Linked DNA regions of Rattus norvegicus: region 1 is linked to region 2. The links are chromatin contacts, called in public Hi-C maps. All regions are on one chromosome and are shown on one strand. The core of a region is the stretch at or near the end of the contact, and the rest is flanking DNA. Distances in the headings are between cores, read along the strand shown. Region 1 holds the start of Nudt6 (nudix hydrolase 6). Region 2 has its middle 29 kb from the start of Il21.

Region 1 (4,523 bases), core at 1,236-3,735, 210 kb after region 2:
CCCACCTTTTCTAAATCAATCTGTTTTATGTGAGGCATAAGTACATAAACCAAAATACACAAATCCTAAGTGTTCATTTCAAGAATTCTGACCTCTGCATGCACCCATAACCAACGCCTGCATTAAAACCACAGGGCATTCCTGTAATGCAGTAGAGTGGTCTTGTGTGCTCCTGCCCAGGCAGTCCTCCAATTGTTAAAACACTGGTTTCTAAAATCACATTATTTGACTGTTGGGTGTTGGAGGATTCATCTGTTGCCACTACTTCAACTGAAATATGAGGTTACCCAGTTCTGGGCGCACTTTTAACTTTTCCTCTCCAGCTGTTATGCCAGCCTGTCAGTTCTGTGTCTAAACTGAATCCAATGACCAGACTAGCTTTGTCTAGAGGCCTGCCCATTCCTCACACCAGTTTTTGAAATCTTAGACCCCGATTCTATTAGGAACTTTTCTTTTTTTTTCCTTTAGCAATGTGGCTTCCCTTCCATTCCCTTCCCCATCACCACAGTAGGAGCTCCTAGAAGCCCAGCCTCTTCAACAGTCTCTCCTGACCATTGCTCATGTGCGACTATGATGTGAGCTTAAGACCATATGATGTCGGTGTGACTTACTACAGCATACCACGCATCACCAGATGGCATCTACTAACTAGCTTTCTATTCCTATTGAATTTGTCAATCTCCCACCAGAAGCAGGGCTATTTCACTAAGCACAGCAAATTATGTGACTCCAGGCATGGTAATTCTCTCTGTAATCCTGGAAGCAAGGCAGGAGGGTCATGGGTTTGTAGCCAGCTTGAGCTATCTATAACATTTACCTATATTGAGACCCCCTCGGCCAAGAAAGCATTCTATGTAGGGCTAAGTGTACTCTAAGCCTAATATCTGAGTTGTGTAACAAAACAGTAGTAAAGAAATAGTGACCTTCATGTGCAAATGTGCTTTAACAGCCACTACTAACTCATTGCAAACATTTAATCTCCTTGGAGAGACAGACATCTAAATTAGGCTTTCTTCTCAGATTAGCTCCTCTTTCCAGGGACTGCCAACTAGTTTGGTTTGATTCCACCACAACAGAACTATTGGAAGCTCCTAGAGCAGTGTGAAGAAAGCACAGAGCAGAGCCAGAGGAAGGTATCCATTGTCTGTGGCCCTGGGCACCATCACCTTTCAACAGGGATGAACACGTACTTTCCAGTTAGTAGGATGAAATACATTCCTACTTGTTAGATTCTTAAAACAATGTGTAGTACTTGATAACAACAGTGAAATGTTTTATGAAAGAGGTTTCATTCAGGGTGTCTTTGATCACAGTTATCCAGTATCTAGAGCTGGCTAGCATTATTCACCTAAGAAGTCTTTCCAGTTGTCATTTGATTAATGAATGCCTAATAGAGTCGTGCCAGTCTTGGACTTGAACCCTGGACATGCTTCTAGACCCAATATACTTTCTGGATTGGTGCTCAGATTATCATCGGCCACTGGGAAACCCTATGTTCAACAAATACCTGTGCTCATCCATATGCGTGTACATGTCAGAGGATGAATAGATTCGAGTCTCCTACTGGCGATGTTGTTGAAGTCTTATAAGCAGGAGAGGTGATGTGAAGTAGATTGGTTTGAAGCACAAACAGCATTAGAGAAGCTAACTTGCCATATTTATTCACAGAATAAAGATCATTTGTGGATTCCTGGTTCTTTTCCATTACTAAATTTCCATGCTACGCCTTCAGTTTGAAAAACAGACTGCTCTAAACAAATCAGACACTTATCCCAAAGTGAGGGCTCCTTCACTCAAGTTTCCTTTCAGATAACTGGGCTCACCGTTCAAAGCCAGAGATATGTTGCTAATGAAAACTGCAAAGATCTGCGGGTAGAAACAAGCACTGTTCTTGACTTGCCTTCCTACCCGTCCGGATTAGGAGACAGTTTTGCCTGGCAAAGCGTATGGCAGAATCTAAGCACCAGCAAAACTAAGGCTGCAAGGTAGGACACAGTGAGATTGTCAGTGTTTACTAAGAGTTAAACGAGTGGCTGACACCGTGCTAGGCGCTGCGAACCCCGCGTCAATCTCAAGGGCAAATATCCAGGGTGAATATCCAGGATTTGGACCCGGACATGGCTGAGGGCACTTCCAGGTCACAGCTAGAGGACCGCTGTGTGTCATTTCAGCTTTCACCTCAGAGCCCACACGCTCCGCCCTGGTTTCCGGGGCCCGAGACCGCACTTGCCCTGCAAGAGCCTCCGGAAGGCGGCGGCATCCAGCCGGTGCAGGGTGCGGTGCCGCGACAAGTGCACCGAGATGCCCCCAAATCTGTCCAGCTCGCCTTGTAGCTCGCCCCCGCAGGAGCCCGTGATCTCCAGGCCGCTCGAGGCAGTGCGCCGCCTAGCCCGGAGTCCGACTCCGCCCACGTCGAGCAAAGCCGAGAACAACCATCGCGCTCTGCTCGCCCACCACATTGTTGCACCTTGCCTTTCAGACGCTCGACTCCTCCCAGTTCGCACATTCCCGCCCCGCCCACATCGTCTGACGTGGCCTTGTCTCACCCCGCCCCGCCCCTTCCCGCCCCACTCTCGGGACCCCGTGCAACCTCACCTCTTTCCGGCGATCGCCCCGCCCTATCTCGTCGCGAACAACCTCAGGGGTCTTCCGGAGCTCGCTCCGCCCCTTTTCGCTGGGAGGAGGGCTGACCGTAAACTCTCGAAGAGTGTCGCCATTCACTAAGTTTGAGCTGGAATTTCCATTTGACAGTTTAGTGGAGCTGACTGACCTCCACGGGTCTGGGACAGAGAGGAGAAACTTTTCGACTTTTTTTTTTTTTTGTTGCTGTTGTTACTTTAATCCGACCCATATTTGCTTCGAGAGTAGGCAAAGCAGCGGAACAGCCGAAGTTCACTTTCCAAGGGCTCATAACGTAAACGGCGGTTCCTATGCCTAGGCGGTCTTTCTTTACGCAACGGTGTTTTGCGAGACCCTCGCTAATCACCTCAGCCTCGCCGGCTGCGCTGTACGTGGGGCATTACGGCGGTGCGCCGAGCCGCTGACCTCTGACCCGGAAGTTTTATCCCCGTGCCGCGCACGTTGAGCCGGCTTTGGGCTGCTTTTCTCCGACAGCCTGCGGTCATGTCTTCCAAGAAGAACAGAAAGCGACAGAAAGAGGGCGCGGAGGGGACCTCGCCCTCGCTCTCTGCGGCTTCGTCTCGCTCGGGGACCTCGACTCCTCTCGCTCAGCCGAACGTGGCGGCGCCGGGGATGTTGGTGGTGACCAACTTTCTTGAGAAAGGTGAGGAAAGCGCGGGTAGCGCTTTTGGCTGAGGCGCCTGAGGGGAGGGCTGCGTGCGGAGGTGGGCGTGACACCGGAGCCCGCGGACTGCTTAGCTGCCAGGCCTGAGCTGCCCGATGTTCAGAATTTTCCTTTTACTATTTATTATTTCTTACTTACTTTGGGAGTACTGAAGATTGAGCCCGGGGCCTTGCGTACGCCACGCATGACCACATTCGAGATGGCCTTGACTCCTTTGAAGACTTAGTGTCTAGTCAGCACTACAAAAACGGTCCTTACCTAGTAGGACATAGCTTGCGCTTAAAAGCTAATTTTTGATGGTGAATCCGTACTGCCTAACAGACAGCGTTGTGGCTTCAGGAACGTGTTTAGTTATTGCTGTTGACTGGTGCTGGTAGTGAGTTATCCCGTCATGCGCATGGCCCATCTAGTTTTCGCACAAATAGTGACAAATGAGTAAATAATGGTACCCAGTTCGTAGAATAGAAAAAGCTAACGGAGTTCCAAACTGTCTAAGTTACACAGATGGCAGAGTCCATCTTTGAGTTCAGATTTATTTGATTCCAGAGCCATTGTCTTAGATGACAGACTTCACATCTAAAAAGTCATTTACTTGGCAAACCTTTTAGCTTGTTTGATGTGTAGTTGTTCAGAAAAATGGAGCAGACGAACTAGGGACATGGTTTTTATGTCCAGTAAGACTTTCAAGACTGTCTTAGCGTTAGCATAGCGTTTTTAATGTGCCTTAGCAATCAGGACAGCTTGTTTTGTTCTGTAGACCCAACATCTTTTCAAGTAGTTACTTCCCACTGTCATTTACACATGTCAGCTGTCAGCTGTTTTAAACCACTGGAAACGTTCCACAGTGTCTTCCTGCCACCACCCTCTCTCTACACCTTTTAACTGTCCACTCAGTAAGTGGAGTGCTGTCTATCTATTTGTCAGTCACATACCCTTTGTATGTGACTTCCACGCCATGTCTCTTGGGCACTGCTTTGTAATGGTCACAGTCTCTGTGTTGTCAGATCCAGTGGATAGTTTTCATTACTTGCCTTTCGACTCTGTAGCCTTTGACGTTGTTGATCTTTTCTTCCACAAAATATCTTGCTACTTATTTTATTTACCATTACATTTTTCTGATGTTTCTTCATGTTCATTGGCAGTTATTTTCTCTGTAAGTTTACTGTTTTCCATCTGATTCTGACATATTGAAGTTTCTCAATTCTAAGTCTGATACCCT
Region 2 (5,269 bases), core at 1,575-4,074:
ACTGTCGCTTCCTTCCCATGAAAGTTTGCTCTTGTAAGCTACCCATGGCTTATCGCTGATTTGTATACCCAGAAGCCACCCGACTCCCCTCGGCTCCTTTGAGTGAATGTCATCTGCTGTTGGGCTTTCTTTCCTCCACGGTGCGTGCATATCTCAGCTGTCTCTGAAACCTGTTCTGATCCGCTGCGGTCGTTTTGAACCACAAATTCTGATCATTTCAATTTCAATGAATAGTCTCCCCTTTTATGACACGTGGTCTTATTTGCATAATTTTGACTGAGCTCATGAAAACAGCCTTTGTTCATTTCAGTTCCTAGAGATGAGCCTGCCATTAAATTCTGTGTGGATCTCCTTATTCCCAAGGTTTTGGTAGAAAGCTCGACCTATCTGCCTCATGGCTTTACTCTACTGAGGTCAGGCTCCCTCAGGAACTCATGGTAGAGCTGGGCTGAAGGGCTCACAAGAGAGCCCAGAGCAAGAGACATATTAGCAGGGAGGGAAAGAACATAAATTATACTCAACACTCAGTGGCAGAGCCAAATCCTGCTTTACTTTGTTCTAGAGGCTCAACCTACCCCAAGAGCCAGCGACATGGTAAAGAGTCCAGACTCAGAGACTGCCCAGCAGCATCAATCACACCTACTACACTCAAAATCCACCTCTTCCACAGGATGTTGGGAGAATGTCTGACTTCCTCTGGGGCTGAGATGTGCTCTTCCAGGATGGTTCTGCCCATAAGCATACATAGGACTAGCCCCAGTGCCTGCAGAAGCACACTCCCTCCCTCCCTCCCTCCCTCCCTCCCTCCCTCCCTCCCTCCCTCCCTCCCTCTGTAAACTGTGCTGCTCTGGCCTTCCCTGACTCCTCTCCACTATTCTAAGCACTTCCTTTCCTTTCAGTTTTAGTGAATCTTTGATGTTGGATCAGATACTAGGGAAATCCTGCTCTTCTAGGGCACCAAAGCAGCCCTGCTGTGTTTTTTGAATATTTCCTGTTGCTTTTCTGGGGATTCCTCCCTGGTGAGATCCAGGTCATTATATCCAGGTTCTTTCTATAGAACAAAAACCAGGTTCTTATTGCTACTGGTTTTTTGTTCTTATCTAAAGACAGCCTTGCAAACCTGATTTTATCTGTTTTCTATAAAAAGCCATAGAGTTTGGGAAGGGCTAAATAATAATGACAATTTGCTTCTGGAGCTGAGCAGCGGTCATAACATACTCTCTTTGCTAGCATCATTAGGGATCAGAATGTTACCTCTACATCCCACAGCCAAACAAAGCCTTCAGGAAACACCCAGCTGTGCCAACTTAGAGGGTCTCACTCCCACTAACTGGGGGACTTAGTCAATAGATGTATATTTATACAGAGAATGGCTTCCTTTAATGTCCAGAGGTCTCCTTACTCTGTATCTCCTTATAATACTGCCTGAAACAGTTCATTCTAAGAAACACTGCATAATCGTAAGTGGTTTGTGTCTTGTATCCAAAAGGGGCCTTAATCAAGCACAAGACATTTCAGAAGACATGTCGCAGGACCCTGTTATGGAACTGAAGACTTCATGGAAGCCCTGGTATGGATATAGATTTATCTGTCAGGAGAGAGGTAGGAAGGGAGACAAGGAGGGAAGAACAGAGGACAAAAATTAACAAGCTTCCCCAACATATAAAAAAGACACATGCTCCACTATGTTCATAGCAGCCTTATTTATAATAGCCAGAAGCTGGAAAGAACCCAGATGCCCTTCAACAGAGGAATGGATACAGAAAATGTGGTACATCTACACAATGGAATATTACTCAGCTATCAAAAACAATGCCTTTATGAAATTCACAGACAAATGGTTGGAACTGGAAAATATCATCCTGAGTGAGCTAACCCAATCACAGAAAGACATACATGGTATGCACTCATTGATAAATGGCTATTTGCCCAAATGCTTGAATTACCCTAGATGCATAGAACACATGAAACTCAAGACGGATGATCAAAATGTGAATGCTTCACTCCTTCTTTAAAAGGGGAACAAGAATACCCTTGGCAGGGAATAGAGAGGCAAAGATTAAAACAGAGACAGAAGGAACACCCATTCAGAGCCTGCCCCACATGTGGCCCATACATATACAGCCACCCAATTAGACAAGATGGATAAAGCAAAGAAGTGCAGGCCGACAGGAGCCAGATGTAGATCTCTCCTGAGAGACACAGCCAGAATACAGCAAATACAGAGGCGAATGCCAGCAGCAAACCACTGAACTGATAATAGGACCCCCGTTGAAGGAATCAGAGAAAGAACTGGAAGAGCTTGAAGGAGCTCGAGACCCCATATGTACAACAATGCCAAGCAACCAGAGCTTCCAGGGACTAAGCCACTACCCAAGGACTATACATGGACTGACCCTGGACTCTGACCTCATAGGTAGCAATGAATATCCTAGTAAGAGCACCAGTGGAAGGGGAAGCCCTGGGTCCTGCTAAGACTGAACCCCCAGTGAACTAGACTGGTGGGGGGAGGGCGGCAATGGGGGGAGGATGGGGAGGGGAACACCCATAAAGAAGGGGAGGGGGAGGGATTAGGGGGATGTTTGCCCAGAAACCGGGAAAGGTAATAACAATTGAAATGTAAATAAGAAATACTCAAGTTAATAAAGAAAAATAAGCTAGCGTATACCTTTATACCCAACAAAAAAAAAAAAAAAAAAAAAAAAAAAAAAACAAGCTTGTGAAGCACATTTTCCTGAGTTCCTTCCTGCCAAGCCTGATGACTGGTTTCTTCCCCTTCACTGCCCCCCTGTGGTAAAGTGCCGTTAGTGCTTCGGTAGAAAGAGGAAGTAAAGGAGACACAGGGATGAAGGGAGGTCAGGTTCCCAAGAGCAGCTGCCAGCTTTCAAGGAGCTCATGGGGAATCCTGCCCTTGCAGAGCTTCCTGTTCTTTGCTTTGTGGCCCTGTGAGAGGCGGCAACTGCTGCTGCTCCATCTTGACCCTTGCATTCCTCATCAGTTCTGAGCAGCATATCCTAAGATAGATGACACCGTCCACAATGTTAGCAACGGGCCTCAGGAGCCCGCAGGAAGGAAGCAGCCCTGGACACGCCCAAAGGAGGCCCTGTCGTTGTTAGCGATGCACACCAGTCTCCTGTGAGACACAGAACGCCTCAGTGAGCGTCACATCCAAAGGGACATTTGAAAGAACAAAAGAAGACCAGAAATAATTCTGAAGAGGGAATGGAAGCTGGCAAGGGACATTGGGACACTTCTTTCAAGTTTCCTCCTCTGCTAAGAGAAATCTACAAAGACAGGGAATTGCGTTATTTCCGTCTGGTTTGGACATAGTATTCCAAGCAGTTTTTCGCAGTAACTCTGGACTCATAAACACAAGGTTGGAGAGCATAGCGTGTGTCCTGGGTTCTCTCTAGGAGCAAGTTCCTGTATTAGTAGCTCACACTGTCAGGGGAGACCTCTCCTGGAGGGTGCAAATACTTCAGTGTGTCTGGTTTCTGGAGTGAAAAATAATGTCTTGTGCAAATGCACTAATATTCTTCAAAAACTAGGAAGGTATCAGTGCTAGAAAGGTTAACTATTGAGTGCAAACTAGCTTTTGGATGTTGTATTCCTTCTTAATAAAATTTTACTAAAACTACTAGCCTGAAAATAAACCAGATACTACAAATATACCCATGTTTGAAGGCTGACTGAAAGGTGTATGGTTTGGAGCAGGTTGTGTCAGTGGGCAGGTCCCACACCTCTCCAAACACATTCTTAGTCAACACTTTCCTGCTCTGAGATGAGGACTAAGGAGCCTGGGGTGCTCAGATATACCCAGGCTTTGCTCTGTAAGCAGACTGTGGTTTCTGGGGACCCCAGCAGAACCCCACAGCCCTCTACCTTACACTTTGCTCTAGAAACCTAAGGGTCCTGTTGTGATTTATAAAGTGACATCTTGGGGTTCTGGAGGTGACCCAGAATGTGTTCTTGCTCAAACAGAGTTAGGAAGAAAGGCAGCTCTGGGACTGGTGGCCCAAACACACAAGGTGTGGTCGTCTCCCCAGACAACTGCTCTTCAGCAAGCTTGAGATTTCTCCTCAGAGAACAGAGTCCTTTCATGTGGGCAAAGAAAGACTTTATCAGCCTTGATGCTTCTGAAATGCTTCGTGGGAGGGAAAGAGTCAGGCTACAATGGGGCAGAATTTACAACAGTGAAATCACATTTTGGCAAGTTCTCTCAATTCGAGGGGCCTCTGAGCCACTAGAGATGTCTCACAGATAGTCAGTGTTCACCTGCTGGCTGGCCTCCAACGGCAATGAGGCCCAGGGAGGGGAAGTCGGGCAGACTCCTGAATCAAGGTTTGGGTGATATGCATCATGCTCTTGATCACATGTCCAACTAGGTTCTTAGAGGACACGGTTTGGGAACTTTGATGTGTGTGTCTAAAGCCTCATTCGGAGGGAAGTCAGGTGGTGTCTGTCTCACCTGGTGCAGTGGGCAGTGGGGCTGTAACAACTGCCCAGTCACTATCCCGAAGCAGCCTTTGTGCTTAATGCTAAGGTCACTTGTAGTTTATAAGTAGCTCTGCTTGTTCACATGGATGCAGAGAAATCCACTTAACAGCCCCAGGTATACAACTGGAGACTCATCTGTGCTTGAGCCAAGCCTTTTCCAGAATACAGATGGGTCTGTCTGGAGAGAAAAGGGGAAGATGGCAGGAATATGAAGATCGGAAGGACTGACAGAAAAACAAAATGACAGACAGTAAGGGGCCAAGATGGATTTCATGAACGAAGGCAGAATGCAGAGCGCATCATCTTGGGTTTGGGTAATCCATCTCTTTCTGCTCCTTGTATGAAATGAAGCCAATGCCACATCAAAGAAAAAATCTTGCAGTTTAACGATCCTGAAAGCGTATGCCATTTTTAAATCTGTGTGTTCAACACAGAAATGTCTCTTTTTTTTTTAGTCTCAAGAAACACATAACTGCATATCTTCCAATTAAAAGACTCACAGAAAGAAAAAACAAAGCATGTTTTGTTCTACCCCACAGGCTCATGTGTGCAACTGAGACCTGATGCCCATTGCAGGGAGACCTAAATGACACTTGGGATCCCCACCCCCATACCCCACCTTCCTGCCACCCCAGGCTCCTGCACTGTGGGTCAGCACTTCTGTAGGGTGACTTCCACAACTGGCAAGCCTTGGCATTGGGAGCGACTGGGAATCTTGGATTAAAAATGGAGAGGGAGAAAATGTAAGTGTATGCTGGGTGAACACGAAAGG

The links. Hi-C and Micro-C count contacts between places; a contact is called where the count stands out from the background.
Region 1: a Hi-C map of mammary epithelial cells shows a contact between it and region 2, with 4 times the contacts expected there. The contact joins the promoter of Nudt6 here to the enhancer-like site in region 2. A contact is called at or near these places in 3 of 12 Hi-C or Micro-C datasets (Schwann cells, mammary epithelial cells and prefrontal cortex).

Annotation. Positions count from the first base shown.
Region 1 is chr2:122,231,814-122,236,336 of GRCr8, forward strand. It overlaps Nudt6 (nudix hydrolase 6), which reads right to left and starts at 2,486. Exons shown (of 5, transcript NM_181363.3): 1 at 2,231-2,486. The coding sequence starts at 2,459. Afg2a (AFG2 AAA ATPase homolog A) reads left to right here and starts at 3,070. Exons shown (of 16, transcript NM_001415082.1): 1 at 3,070-3,283. The coding sequence starts at 3,124.
Region 2 is chr2:122,023,862-122,029,130 of GRCr8, forward strand. No RefSeq gene overlaps it. Among named protein-coding and RNA genes, the nearest start is that of Il21, 29 kb to the right of the region's middle. Within about 2 kb of position 2,825, at least 13 of the 93 cell types and tissues checked have an H3K27ac peak or open chromatin away from gene starts, as enhancers often do.